Linked DNA regions of Mus musculus: all the other regions are linked to region 3. A link is a contact called in public promoter capture Hi-C data. All regions are on one chromosome and are shown on one strand. The core of a region is the stretch at or near the end of the contact, and the rest is flanking DNA. Distances in the headings are between cores, read along the strand shown.

Evidence for each region. Promoter capture Hi-C pulls out the DNA fragments that hold promoters and counts their contacts.
Region 1: a contact with region 3 is called in a promoter capture Hi-C map of liver, with 3 times the contacts expected there. The contact joins the promoter of Ppm1d here to the promoter of Ppm1e in region 3.
Region 2: a promoter capture Hi-C map of pre-B cells shows a contact between it and region 3, with 4 times the contacts expected there. The contact joins the promoter of Appbp2 here to the promoter of Ppm1e in region 3. A contact is called at or near these places in 2 of 39 promoter capture datasets (liver and pre-B cells).

What each region holds. Positions count from the first base shown.
Region 1 is chr11:85,309,878-85,314,464 of GRCm38.p6, forward strand. It overlaps Ppm1d (protein phosphatase 1D magnesium-dependent, delta isoform), which reads left to right and starts at 1,377. Exons shown (of 6, transcript NM_016910.3): 1 at 1,377-2,046. The coding sequence starts at 1,596.
Region 2 is chr11:85,232,336-85,236,712 of GRCm38.p6, forward strand. It overlaps Appbp2 (amyloid beta precursor protein (cytoplasmic tail) binding protein 2), which reads right to left and starts at 2,785. Exons shown (of 13, transcript NM_025825.3): 1 at 2,337-2,785. The coding sequence starts at 2,474. It overlaps Appbp2os (amyloid beta precursor protein (cytoplasmic tail) binding protein 2, opposite strand), which reads left to right and starts at 2,831. Exons shown (of 4, transcript NR_028329.1): 1 at 2,831-2,997. It overlaps Gm38935 (a long non-coding RNA gene), which reads left to right. Exons shown (of 4, transcript XR_003949582.1): 4 at 1-387.
Region 3 is chr11:87,357,127-87,361,282 of GRCm38.p6, forward strand. It overlaps Ppm1e (protein phosphatase 1E (PP2C domain containing)), which reads right to left and starts at 1,868. Exons shown (of 7, transcript NM_177167.4): 1 at 1,323-1,868. The coding sequence starts at 1,777. It overlaps Gm33937 (a long non-coding RNA gene), which reads left to right and starts at 403. Exons shown (of 5, transcript XR_003949755.1): 1 at 403-767; 2 at 900-1,744; 3 at 2,719-2,816; 4 at 3,038-3,142; 5 at 3,508-4,156.

The DNA of each region.
Region 1 (4,587 bases), core at 127-2,626, 2.0 Mb before region 3:
TCACACATACAGGCAAAACACCAATGTACATAAAAAAAAAGTAATTAAAAAAAGTTAAGGCCCAGTTATTTCAGAATGCTGTTTTAGGGGAGTGGAGAGATGGCTCAGTGGTTAAGAGCCTGCACTGCTTTTTGGTTTGGAGCGCCTATCTGGCTCACAACCACCTGTAACTCCAGTTGTAGGCGGAGGGTTGGGACTCCACACAACATCCACAGAGATACACACATAATGAAAATGAAATAAATATTTAATGACAATTTTAAAAGGAATTGTCTTGGGAGGTATAGAAACTGTTGTTGAAAGGCAGGCCAGCATAAAGCCTTTCCTTGTTGTTTGCATTTCCCATGCTGCTGTAAATAAGTTTCCATTACGCTTTTTGTGAAATCTCAAAGGCTGTACAGAAAATAATAAAGGAACACGTTGACTCCCTCAAAAGAATATGGTGCTAAGAAAATATTAAGTTGATCACTCGAGAACTTATTTCAATTTCGTGGAAATCAGTCTAAAAGCATTCATTTTGTTGTTGGGACTGTCAACTTCTGTGAACGGAGGGAAATAACCGTGTCTTTAGGGCATGGAGATCCTGTTGTATGCTCCTTTTCCAAACGGTAACTTAGATTCTGCAGTAATAGCTGTATTCAAGACGAGTCCGAAAAAGTATTAACGACGCTGAAAAGAGGAAGAAATATGCAAAATACTTAAAAAAAAAAAAGGGCTGTAAAGTGTTAGGAATTAAACTCGCCGACAGGTCTCCGACCTAACGTTATCGCGGAAAACAGGGCTGTGCAACTGGCGGTGGAAAATTCCAAGTCTTCTTAAGTAAACCCGACTGCTTCCCTTAACTCCCAGCCGGACAAGTCCCACCCAAGCCAGTTCACGCGTGCTACGCTGGTCTAGCGCACGGACCAACGACTTTGCAGGGCATTTTCGCGCCATTTCGCTTGAAATAAGTGGAAGGTCAAGTCTACCTTTGACCTCTGCAAATTTTCCACAATCGCGGGAGGCAAAACTGGCTCTGCAAAAGGACCAAAGGGGAAAAGCCAGAAGTCTCACGTTAGGGATTTAAGGGGAAAAAAAGATGACAGGTTGAGGCTTCAGCCGCTTAGTAACAGCGGAAAACCCCCAGGGTACAGAAGCCCTAGGCTGGAGAAAACAAACCGGGCAAGGAGCGCGCTCCCCCGGTCGGCGGGCCGAGCGAGATCAGCGGTTGCAGAGAGATGCGGGGGTGGAAGGAGGGCGGGGGCGAGCTTGCTCTTCTTGACTCCTGATTGGTCTGTCTCAGCGAGCCGAGTGACGTCATCAGGAGAAAGGGGGGGAAAGAACGTCTGATTTGTATGGTGGGCGCGGGCGGGCGGGGAGCGAGTTCAGTGCGCAGGCGCAGCTGCTCGGCTCCTCTCGCCCGCGACTCGACCGGCCCAGCTCTCGCGGACAAGTCCCGACATCACGCGCCCCCCCCCACCGCCGCGGGGACCGCCTCCTCTTCACTCTCGGCTTCGTCGAAGATAAACAATAGTTGGCCGGCGAGCGGCGAGTGTGTCTCCCGCCTCGGAATTCGGCGGGCTGCGTGGGAACGGCGGGATCCCGGGCAGCCGGCCATGGCGGGGCTGTACTCGCTGGGAGTGAGCGTCTTCTCGGACCAGGGCGGGAGGAAGTACATGGAGGACGTAACTCAGATCGTGGTGGAGCCCGAGCCGGCTGCGGAGGACAAGCCGGCGCCGGTACCGCGGCGGGCGCTCGGGTTGCCGGCGACCCCCACTCTCGCCGGCGTCGGGCCATCGGAAAAAGGCCCGGCGGCGGCCCGCGACCCTGCCCCGGACGCCGCGGCCTCGCTACCCGCTGGCCGCTGCTGTCGCCGCCGCTCTTCGGTGGCCTTCTTTGCAGTGTGCGACGGGCACGGCGGTCGGGAGGCGGCACAGTTTGCCCGGGAGCACTTGTGGGGTTTCATCAAGAAGCAGAAAGGCTTCACCTCGTCCGAGCCCGCCAAGGTGTGCGCTGCCATCCGCAAAGGTTTCCTCGCCTGTCACCTCGCCATGTGGAAGAAACTGGGTAAGTTCCCCGCCCGCCTCTTTTTTTCTTTTCTCCCCTTATCCCCCTGGGCTTTTTATAGCATCAGCACCGCGTGGGCCTCCCCGGTACCAAGAGCGCTATCCATCAAGCGACGCTGTCCAACAAGGGATGCGAGTGAAGACTGTCATGGTTGGAGTTCTAGGCACACCGAGTGGCCTCGGAAACGCTAGGATGGCTTGTCTCCCAGCAACCGCTCCTTGCATTATCTCCTCCCTCCTACGATCAGGGGGCAACAGTCTCCCCTCTCCCTTCGCTAATTCACTTTGGTAGCAGCACGCTCAGAAGTGTTTGAATGCCGGCGCCAGATTGTAACCGAGGGATAAATTTAAGAAACGTTTCTACACGGGCTAGGTGAAAGAAGCAGGAGGTGGCAAGAATTGGAGCGTTCCCTTAGCATCTGTCATAATTTTGTTCTTGTTGGGCTTGTTCCTCTTGGTTGCCTCCTACCGGTGGTGTCACTTCTTCAGATTGACCTGAATGGCTCTGGCTCGATGTAAGTCAATTTAGAAGGGCTGAAGTGTAACATAGGCAACTTACTTTTGTGATAGTGTTTTGGGGTAATCCCTTGAATTGTTTATGAGAAAGGTGTGCAACGTGTTAAATATTAAATTGGCTCCATGTTAGGGGCATGTGTTAACTTCTTGGTGTGTGTGTGTGGGATACTTAGAATTGCATTCAGTTTTCCAAAAGTTCATACTGAAAAGCACTCATGTCACTACTCATCAAAGTAGTTTTTGGTAACAGGTATTTTAATTCCTAAAAGTTAAGTGTGATTGTAGTCCCATCTAAATTTTGAATCTCTCTGAGACAGACAGTACTTCTGTAGATAACAGAAATGCCCGAGGGTTATATGGCTGCTTATTTTGCCCTGGGTATATGGTGCATATTTTTGTTACAGAAAAGAATTTATGTTCCTGCCACTAAAAACCCTTCGTTTATAGTGGTGTAAGAAAGTCACTCTATTTTCATTAAAGAGACAGAGACTCAGTGCTGTTACAGATTTGTAAAATACACAGTATTTTTAGAAAGGCATTGTCATACAGTATAGGCTAGCTGGTTTCAAATCTGTTTTCCATCTGTTGGGCCTTTTGCCAAGTATTTGATTGACTTGAAGACCAGCCACTGAGGGTTTTGGAGGCAGGTCCCAGCAAATCCCTTGGGCCCCTATCATGGATTTATTTTGTTTTCGTGTGGGCTGAGTAGAGCTTGAAAGCATTGTAGTTTATTCTAGAAATGCATTATATTATTGGCTGAAGAGGAATTAAAAGTGGATAGGGAGACAAAGAAGATTAAGATTAGACACAAAGACCTATTACAGAGTTCATTTATTTTGCAGTACACTTGGGGCATATGAATTTCCCATATGCTTTAAAAATCAAAAGCCTTTAATAGTTGAACTTTAGCTAGGTGTGGTGGTACATGCCTTTAATACTAGTCCTTGAGAGGCCAAGGTAGGCAGATATCTCTGAGTTTGAGGCCAGCCTGGTCTACTCTACAGAGAGAGTTTCAAGGACAGCCATGCCTAGTAAAGAGACCCTTTCTTTAAAGGGGGGGAAAAAAAAGATTGACCCTTCATATTGAAGTGTGGTAGCTAATGCTGGTAATCCTAGCACTTGGGTGGCAGGCCAGGAGGACCGGTGCAAGTTCAGGGCCAGGACAGCAAGGTAGACTATCACAAAGGGAAGCAGCAGTTTGAACTTTATATTTGGTTTATTTTAACCTGACTTGTGCTGGTGTTGAATTGAACACAGGGTCTCTCACATAAGCACAAGCCCTACCTCTGTGATGCCCGAGCGTCCCTTTAATAAAGCAGGGGTCATGCTGTTAATTTAAATGTGTTTTTATACATGCACATACTTCAAAAGCTTCAAAAGACATTTGTATTTTTAAATTATGTGTGGATGTATGCATGTGAGTGCAGATGCCCCCCCCCCCAAAAAAAAATCAGAGACGTGAGCTCTCCTGAAGGCTAAGGTTACAATACAGGTGGTTGTGGGATGTGGGCTGTGGTGTCTGGGGACTGAGCTCTTGGCACTTGGGTACTTTAGAAGAGACCATGCTCTAACCCTGTGTGCCACCTCTCCAGCCCTACATACAAATACTTTTTGAGTCATGCTTTTTTTTTTTTACTGAGTGAAACCTTAAATGAACGCCATATTCAAAACTTAGATTTAAAAGAATTAAAGTATTTTGAGAACCATGATATAGGAAATACAAATTAAAAAAATTGCAGCTCTTAATTTTTGTTCAGCTCTTGATTTTCTACCAATTAAACAGAGTTAGCGTTTGCAGCCTGTCATCCATCCTCAGGCCAAGGTCCTTTCAGTCCCTGTTCACCCTCCCTCTGCACTTGTGTTAATTAGCATTTTTTTTTCTGTCATCTTTGACAAGACACCTTTTCCAAGGCACATTAACATATTTCACTTTTGATTGGCATGGTGGCTCATGTCTTTAATACTAACCAATGGGAGGCAGAAACTGGCGAATCTCTGAGTTCAAGGCCAGCCTGGTGTACAGAGC
Region 2 (4,377 bases), core at 1,535-4,034, 2.1 Mb before region 3:
ACAACCACCCATAATGAGATCTGACCCCCTCTTCTGGTGCATCTGAAGTCAGCTACAGTGTACTCATGTATAATAATAAATCTTTGGGCCGGAGCAAGCAGGGACTGAGTGAGCAGAGTTGACCAGAATGGCGGAGACAACCGGAGCAGGCAGAGGTCCTAAAAATTCAATTCTCAACAACCACATGAAGGCTTACAGCCATCTGTTCAGCTACAATGTATTCACATACATAAAATAAATAAATAAATACATCTCTTTAAAAAAAAATCTGGGGATGTAGTGTAGTAGACTGCTTGTGTAGCATGAACTAGACCCTAGATTCAACTTCCAGAACAGTAAAAGCATAAATAAGACAAAGAAGGGCTAGAGAGATAGCTGAGCAGTTAAGAACACTGACTGTTCTTCCAGGTCCTGAATTCAAATCCCGGCAACAACCTGGTGGCTCACAACCATCTGTAATTGGATCTGATGCCCTCTTCCGGTGTGTCTGAAGATAGATACAGTGTGTACTCATAAATAAAACAAGTAATTCTTATTTTAAAAAAAAAGGAAACAAGTTTTTGCAGGGTTATACTCTACTATACAGGTGAATTTAGTTATAAGACGTAAACAAATGTAACAGATGACCGTATTTAACCCAGCTCCAAGCCCTGCACCAAGGTCCACATCAAGTATCTGACTAAAAAATAAAATGTTCCCAAAAAAGCAATATGAAAACTCTGACCTACACAGAGACAGGACACAGGCCAAAGCATACTCACTAACAATAATCTTCAAAGGAAAGGCTTTAATTTCAGTGGAGGGTACTAAAAGATACTAAAAGCATTTTGACAGAATTCAGAGAGTAAGGGTATTTTTACTGGTTAGATTCCCAGTGACTTGCTCTAGAAGGTGTACACTATACATATGACTTAATAAAATCAACAGAAATAGCACATACTGCAGCAGTTTTCCAGGTTGAGCAAAACAAATTAATTTGTCCTTGGTACCGATGTAGCCTAAATGCATAAAACTAACATTAGTCACACACAAGTAATCAATGTATCAAAACCATTTGGAATGGAGGGAGGTTTCCTTCTAAATCGAAAAATTTTAACACATGCTGTCAAGATGAATCTTCTCCAGGTATTTAGGAGAGAAATGAGTTTACCTGTTAAGTAAGGGTTGGTGCAAAGCAGCAGCAGGGTTTATAGACTGCAGTATGTCAGTTGCTAATTCTGAAAGAATGTTCTCAAGCTGGAAAAAGCAGACAATCTCTCTAATAAAACAAACGCCCTAAAACACCGAACAAAGATAAGAATATACAAATCTGCTAAATATCAAATTACACTGCTGGGAGACAACTAACTAATCAAGTAATACTAAAGATCTAAAAATAAAAGCTCTACTGGTCATATTTTGCAAAAGTGGCTACTGGAAACTGAAATTCTCGCTGACTCAAAGCAAGGATCCCTGAATAAGGCCAGTGTTCACACTCAAACGTGGGGGAGAGGAAAAGGGAGGCTCCGAGTCCATAAAGTTCTCCTCCCTCTCAGAACACTGCAAAAATTGTCCACGTCTATGAACACTTACCCTTGAAACTCCTTGGAGAGCAACTTGGGACTTTCTGTGCAGATTTTTGAGAGGGAGCGACGCAAGAATGCTGCAAAATCGCACTTTTCATACACATTGGTATAATTCAGATTTCTACTTCTTGCTTTCAGGGAATTTCACTGCGTCCTTTCTAAAGATCCAGTCTATTACTAATCTATTAGTAAAATTCCCAATTTAACCCAAAGTGTAAACCGAAAAACCAAAACAAACCTAGAAACCACACAAAAAAGCTTTCAAGGATATGCAAATGAAGCCCACAGACCATTTTCATTAAGCCCTAACTAAATCATTTCGGATTGAAAGAAAGGAAAGGGACGAAACTCGGATTAGAGAAGGGAGGGGAAAAAAAAAAGAAAAAGAAAGAAAGCAGTTACTCGGGTAAAGAGGATCGACGAGATGACAAAGTAGGGAGAATTAGGGGTGGAGCGGAACAAAAAAGTCCAGCTGATACAAACACTAGAGAAGACAGAAAATACCCCAGCGACTAGAGGACCGGGTGGGACTCGGCTGGGTCAGGCATTCCCGCAGGCCTACCCTGGGGCCCCTAAGGGGATGGCGGATAGCTCTCACACAAGAACCCCCCCGGGCCGCACAGACCGGGAGGCAGACGCGGGGGTGGCGGCGTATCGGAAAGCGGCCACCGCAGCCGACGCTACCTCGAGAGCTACAGGCCGGGCCGTGGACGTGGAAGGGGGTGCGGCCCAGGAGCAGCGGCGGGGTCCGATAGAACAGATCGCCTGTACCTTGTAGTAAACGTCGAACTGGATATTCTCCGGCAAGGAGCGGATGTCGCGGCGCGAGCGGATGTAGTTGTCCACGACAGCGGAGATGGCGGTGTTGTAGAGCGTCTCCGGGATCCACTCGAGCTCCACGGCCGCCATCTTCCCTCGCTCCTCCTCCGCCTCCTCCCGCAGGCCTCCGCCTCCCTCCGTAGCGAACCCGTGTGAGGCTCCGGAGGCTTCCGAGGGGCGGCGACCACGCGGGCGAGCGGGCGTGCGCGCGCCTCTCGGACCCGGCTGCCGGGCCTCTGCGTGCGCGCGCGGCCTGAGGGCAGATGGTGCTGGCGGTAGCGGCGGTAGCGGCGGCCACGGAAGATCCGGACGAACGCAGACCACGACCGTACCGAGAGCCTCACATTCCCAACAGGAGAGCGAGCCCAGTTCCGTCCAGGCTCTCAGCTCTGCATGGGCGGGGCTGCGTGTGTGCGTCATGACGTCAACGCGCGACGCGCCGACGCGCCCGGGAAGGAATGCGGCAGGCGGAAAACTTGCGGAGAAAGAGCGCGGAGCGTCTGAGGGGCGCTGGGTGCTTGTTCCTAAAGGACGAGACACCGGGGAAGCTGGGCGGTAGTTGGAGTGGTGTTTTATCCAGCGTGCTGTGGCTCTCCAACACAGTCTCGTTTCAGTGAGTTTTTCGACGACAGCCCTCTTCAACTTTAAGAATTGATCTTTTAGATCAACGAACTTTAGGACTGATCTTTTTTTCACAAAAGTGCACAGCACGGACGGGGCATGGTGGTGCACTTGGAATGGATCGCTTGGGAGGCAGAGGCAGGGGTATCTCCTGAGGTCAAGGTCTATGGAGTGAGACCCTGTCTCAAACAAAGAAAATCTATATTGAGGGATGTGGTGGCCCATCACTTTTATCCCAGCACTGCAGAGACAGAGGCAGGTGGATTTCTGTGAGCTCCAGGCCAGCCTGGTCTACAGTGTGAGTTCCAGGCCTGTCCCTCTTGCTCTGGCCCTGTTGTCTCCTGCTCTACTCGCTCAGCCCTAGCTCATAGATTCTTTTTCATTGGGGATGGTTGTGAGCCACCATGTAGTTGCTGGGATTTGAACTCATGACCTCCGGAAGAGCAGTCGGTGCTCTTAATCAACTGAGCCATCTCACCAGCCCCTATCCAATTTTATTTTATTTTAAATTTTGGTTTTTCGAGACAGGGTTTCTCTGTATAGCCCTGGCTGTCTTGGAACTCACTTTGTAGACCAGGCTGGCCTCGAACTCAGAAATCTGCCTACCTCTGCCTCCCGAGTGCTGGGACAATTTTCTTTTTTCTTTTTTTTTAAAAGAAGAAAAATTTGTTTAACATGCCCTGGCTCTCCTAGAACTTTATCTGTAGACCAGGCTAGCCTCAAGTCACAGAGATCTTGCTGCCTCTGCCTCGCTAGTGCTGGGATCAAAGGTAGTTGCCAGCATTTTTTTACTGAGCAATCATTCAAGCCCCGTTTCCCCATTTTTGCATTGAAAAAAAAAAGAATCTATTAAATGTTTTGGCTTGCCTACCAAATTCTTCTAGTAGTCTGAGAATGCATGTCAAACAAATGGAGAAATGCACTTTAAATCCAGTGAAACTGATTAACCATACACACATTTAAACTTCTTCAGTCCTGTGATTTCTTAGGCTATAATTGACAAACCTGGGAAAGCTGTAGTCAGCCTCAAAATAGGGTTGACAGATTTATCAAGTTTAAAAAAAAAACATAGAAACCTCTAAAACACCCTTTGATTGATTGATTGATGATTGATTTTGAGTCAGGGTCCTACTTATGGGCATGGCTGGCCTGGAACAATAACTTGTTAGCTTTGGATTTAAACTTGCACTGATTCTCTATCTCCCAAGACAGGGGGTGGGGGTGGAGGCTGGTGGGTAGCAGTGAACTCAAATTTCTGTTGTTTGGTTGTTTTTGTTTTGGGGAACGATGGGGGGGGGGGTGTTATTTGTTTGTTTTTTAGAAGTAGAACTGGAGCTTTGCTTTGGAGTCCAAACTGACATGGAACAGGGAA
Region 3 (4,156 bases), core at 618-3,117:
AATCATGTAATTTTTTTAAAATGGCATTCTGTAGGTCCTTTTCTGTGATAGTTAAAAAAAAAAAAAAAGAAATACTCAACCATTAATGCTGTTTATCCCCAGGTGGTGGTATTACACGCCATTTTATTTTTGCATTTCCCCAAAACACACAATTCCCCTGGTAATTGAACAGTATTTTAAAATTAATTACTGGATGGTTTATAAAGTGTGGCATCCGCACAGTCCAATTCTACAGATCTGCTCAGTGGCTTTTCCCTTTGACAGGCTGCTGCTTTTAACAGGAGAATGGTTTGATCAGTTGTCTATGAGGTCTGATGAAGACAAAATAGCTTTCTTTTCTAGCCCCCTCCAGGCTTTGGAGAAATCCAGGAAGTGGGTTTGAACTTAGCCGCAGTGAATCTTGCGATAGTAAACTTTTGGGGTGGTCAGAGTAACACCTTTCATTACAACTATTAGCTGAATGGCAAAAGACTCTCGGGTTTCCCAGTGTTTGCAGAGGCATTATTTCAGAACAATTCCATTTGGAAAGAAACGCGATTGTAAACCGTTTCTATTTCAAGCCCATAAAAAGCAGAACTCGGATGAAAGGCAAAGCCTTGACCTTTCTATTTTAGACTTGCATCTGGGTAGCTAAGCCATCTGCTTTTCTCCCACCTCCCACCCCATCTACTTAATGGACTGAAAATACTGCACTTAATTGCAATTTTATCCAACCAGGCTGACTTTTCTGACTTACGACCTCGTCTTTTCACCTAACGGCTTGCTCGGTAGGGTTTTACTTACCCTTCCTTCCCAATTCCTCCCTACCGCTCTCAATTATATGCTGTCAAATGTCTGCAAAGTATGATACTAGGCTCTCACGTAAGAAAGCCATCTATAGAGCCTTTTCATTTCAACAGTGAGCGCCTGACGGAAAATCTAGGGGTCTGGGCTCCTCTGGGCACCGACGGTATTAGCTTTGTTGCGGTTATGTAGAAAGGCACCTCTTACTGCCTGTAAAGGAGTCGCGCGTCCCCACCGCCCAACAAGGAACGCAGCCCGGGAAAGGACAGACAGACGAAGGTGGGAGGAAACCCCGGGAAGAAAGGCGCAGGGAAGAATGGGGAGCCCAAGACGGGAGGGAAGACCTTGGCAGGAAGGTTCTGGAGGAAGGTGTGCGAAGTGGCCGAGAAGCTGGCCGAGAGGGCCAGCGAAGAGGGGCCGGGGGCAGGCGGGGGGGACCCCGCCCGGGTGCCCCGCGGGGACATGGGTAGCGGGGACGGGAACCCAGGCCGGCACCCCGGGGATGGCGGCCCACCCGCGGCCGAGCCCCGCTACTTAACTATTTGTAGAGCTGCTGCAGGCACAGGTCCAGGCTCTCGCCCTCCACCTCCTCTCGGGTGATGCGCTCCGACAGCGGCCGTGGGAGCGGGGGCAGCGGTGGCAGCTGGGGCTGCGGCGGTGGCGGCACGGCCGAGTGCCCCGGGGCAGCCGCTTCCTCCTCTTCCTCCTCCTCGCCCTCCGTCGCCGTCTCCTCCTCCACCGCCTCGTCTTCGGGCTCGGGGTCTTGGTCCTGCTCCCCCTCCTCGGTCGCCTCTACCGTCGCAGCGTCCTCCCCCGGTTCCTCCCCCGAAGCCTCGGCCGCCTCAGCCGCGACTAGCTCGGCTTCGGGCTCGGGCTCGGGCTCGGATTCGGGTTCGGGCTCTGGCTCGCCGCCACCGCACGGTCCGCGGAACTCGCCCAGGAACAGCTCCAGGAAGCGCCGGTAAGTTTTCTCCTCAGGGATGCAGCCCGCCATCGTTGCTCATGCCCCGAGGTCCACCGGGAAGGGGGTGGGAGGTGAGCCCAGGAGGAGGAGGGGGCTGCTTCGGAGCCTCGCCTCCCGCTACGGAGGGGGAACGGCCGCACGGGCACCGGCGATCAGCACTGGGTTGCCTGGAGAGGGCTCCCGCAGGCGTGCGCGCCACCGAGCTCGGACGTGCGCGGCCCGGGGGCGGGGGCGGAGCGCGCCACCCCGCTCCGGTCTGGAGGGAAAGTTGGTGGCGGGCGCGCGCACAGGGTCCAGCGGCGGCCCACCCGCAATCCCTACCGAGAGCTCAGCCCACGCTGCCTAGAGACTGTCGCCATGGCAACCGGTTCTAATTAAGAATTCCAAGGTCCCTCCCGTCGAGTCTGTGGAGTGGTAAGGACGCTGGACTCCTGCACTCCAACTTCGAATGGTCTTTGTGGGGTGAAGACCCTAGTTTCATGATAAGCACTGAGACATCTCTGTTGGTTCCACCAGGAGTGTACTGACTTCAGTTTCCTTATCTGCTTGCCTTGCCGTAGTATATCTCTTGATCCGATGGCACGCAGTAAACACCTTTTACTAATGATATGTGTTGAAAAAGTAAAGGTCCAGGCACGAGCACCCAAAAAGGGTAGTTTCCTTTGTCTAGGTTCTTTCGTTTGATTCTATGTATCCTCCTTTCTCAAAAAGATGAACGTGAGAAATTAAACAGTAATTCGCTTGCTTAAAAGTCAAGACTTTCTAGCTGTGGCATTGGTGTTAGAGCCCCTTTCAAAGTCTCCAAAGCCTTTAGAATCTTTCCCCTTAACTCTGCTCTATGAAAATCTAGCTGTGCCTCGTATCTACACAATGTCTTATTTATATAGGGCTTTGCAGTTTACACGTGTTCGTCTCTAATCCTCACAGCCTTTTAAGGCAAAGGTTATTACCGTTAGGATTCTGTTTTACAGATGAGGAAACAAGCCTTCAAAACAGTGACTTTGCTCAAGGTCAAAAGCAAGCGATGCAACAAGAATTCAATCCGAGATTGAAGTGGTAGATTTCACTTGTAAGTTTTCCATCACCCAAAAACCCCTGCTTAGTTTCTGTATAATGCATGTCATTATATTATATTATCCTACCATATAATCCGTATTTTGTCTATATTTTGTTTGTTCTTCCCCACCACCTCCTGTGTCTCTTCTTACTCCCTCCCCCAAGCTAGAACTGAAATGACTTTAAATTATTCTAATTTTCTTACCAAACTATAAACAAACCTATTATTTTCAGGCTTCATGGTGATGATGTTGGTGGTGGGTGCTTTGAAGATGCTGTGCTGTACAGCTGTATGGATGATAGCATCATTGCTGCATACTACCACGTCCACGGCAGCATGTAATTCAGCACAAACATAGTGATTTTTCCCCTCTGCTTTGAAAAAACATGTACTCACAAATTATCCACTCCATCTCTCCATTTATTGTTTCTGGGTTTCAGCTGGATTTAGGATCAGAAATACCATTTCCAGTCAGTTATTAATGACAGAAGAGGGTGCGTTCTCACCAACTGTTTTCCTATAATGCTGTATTTTTAAATCCCTGACCCGATACTGTTATTTTAAGATTAAGTGGGTTGAACTTACTAATGGTATCATGTAAAATAGAGTTCTATGCTCTCTCCTAGGTCAAGATTAAATAATACATGATAGAAAGTGTATAGTAAATAATGCACTTAGAATTTTTTCTATTTTTTTTCCTAAGATGAATGGAAAGACCAAACTAGTCTGTAGAAAGAAACTGCTCCATGGGATGCCAAGAAAGCCCTCAAAGTCATTTGTTTTCGACCTACTTGCTTACTGCCATTTCAGAAAAACTAGAGAAGAGCTGGGGTGCTGGCACAACCCTTAATCCCAGTACTCTGGAGGCAGAGACCAGTGGTGCTCTGAGTCCTAGGTCAGCCTGGACTGTCAAGTCCTAGGTCATCCAAGGCTATGTAGTAAGACCTTTAATAATAATAATAATAATAATAATAATAATAATAATAATAATAATGGAGTGACAACTTTCTAGGCTGCAGCAACTTTAAACGCCAATTTTACATTCCAACAAACTCTTACTATCCCCAATTTTAACACAGTGACATTTTAGTTCAGGAGTGCATAGCTGTCAATGCTAACAATTCATGTCAAGCTTCTTACATCATAACGTAGCAGCCTCCCTCATTTAGATGACATTTGTGACATTAATTTATGACTCAGCCCACACATCAAAAGGGAAATGATATATGTTGGTAAAACAGTACTTCTAAGAATAAAAGAAAAAACCCACACCTCTGCTGCTGGAAATGAGAGGCGTCTTTGCTTATATTAATGAAGACACTTTTTTACAAAGATCAATATAGATCCTATTG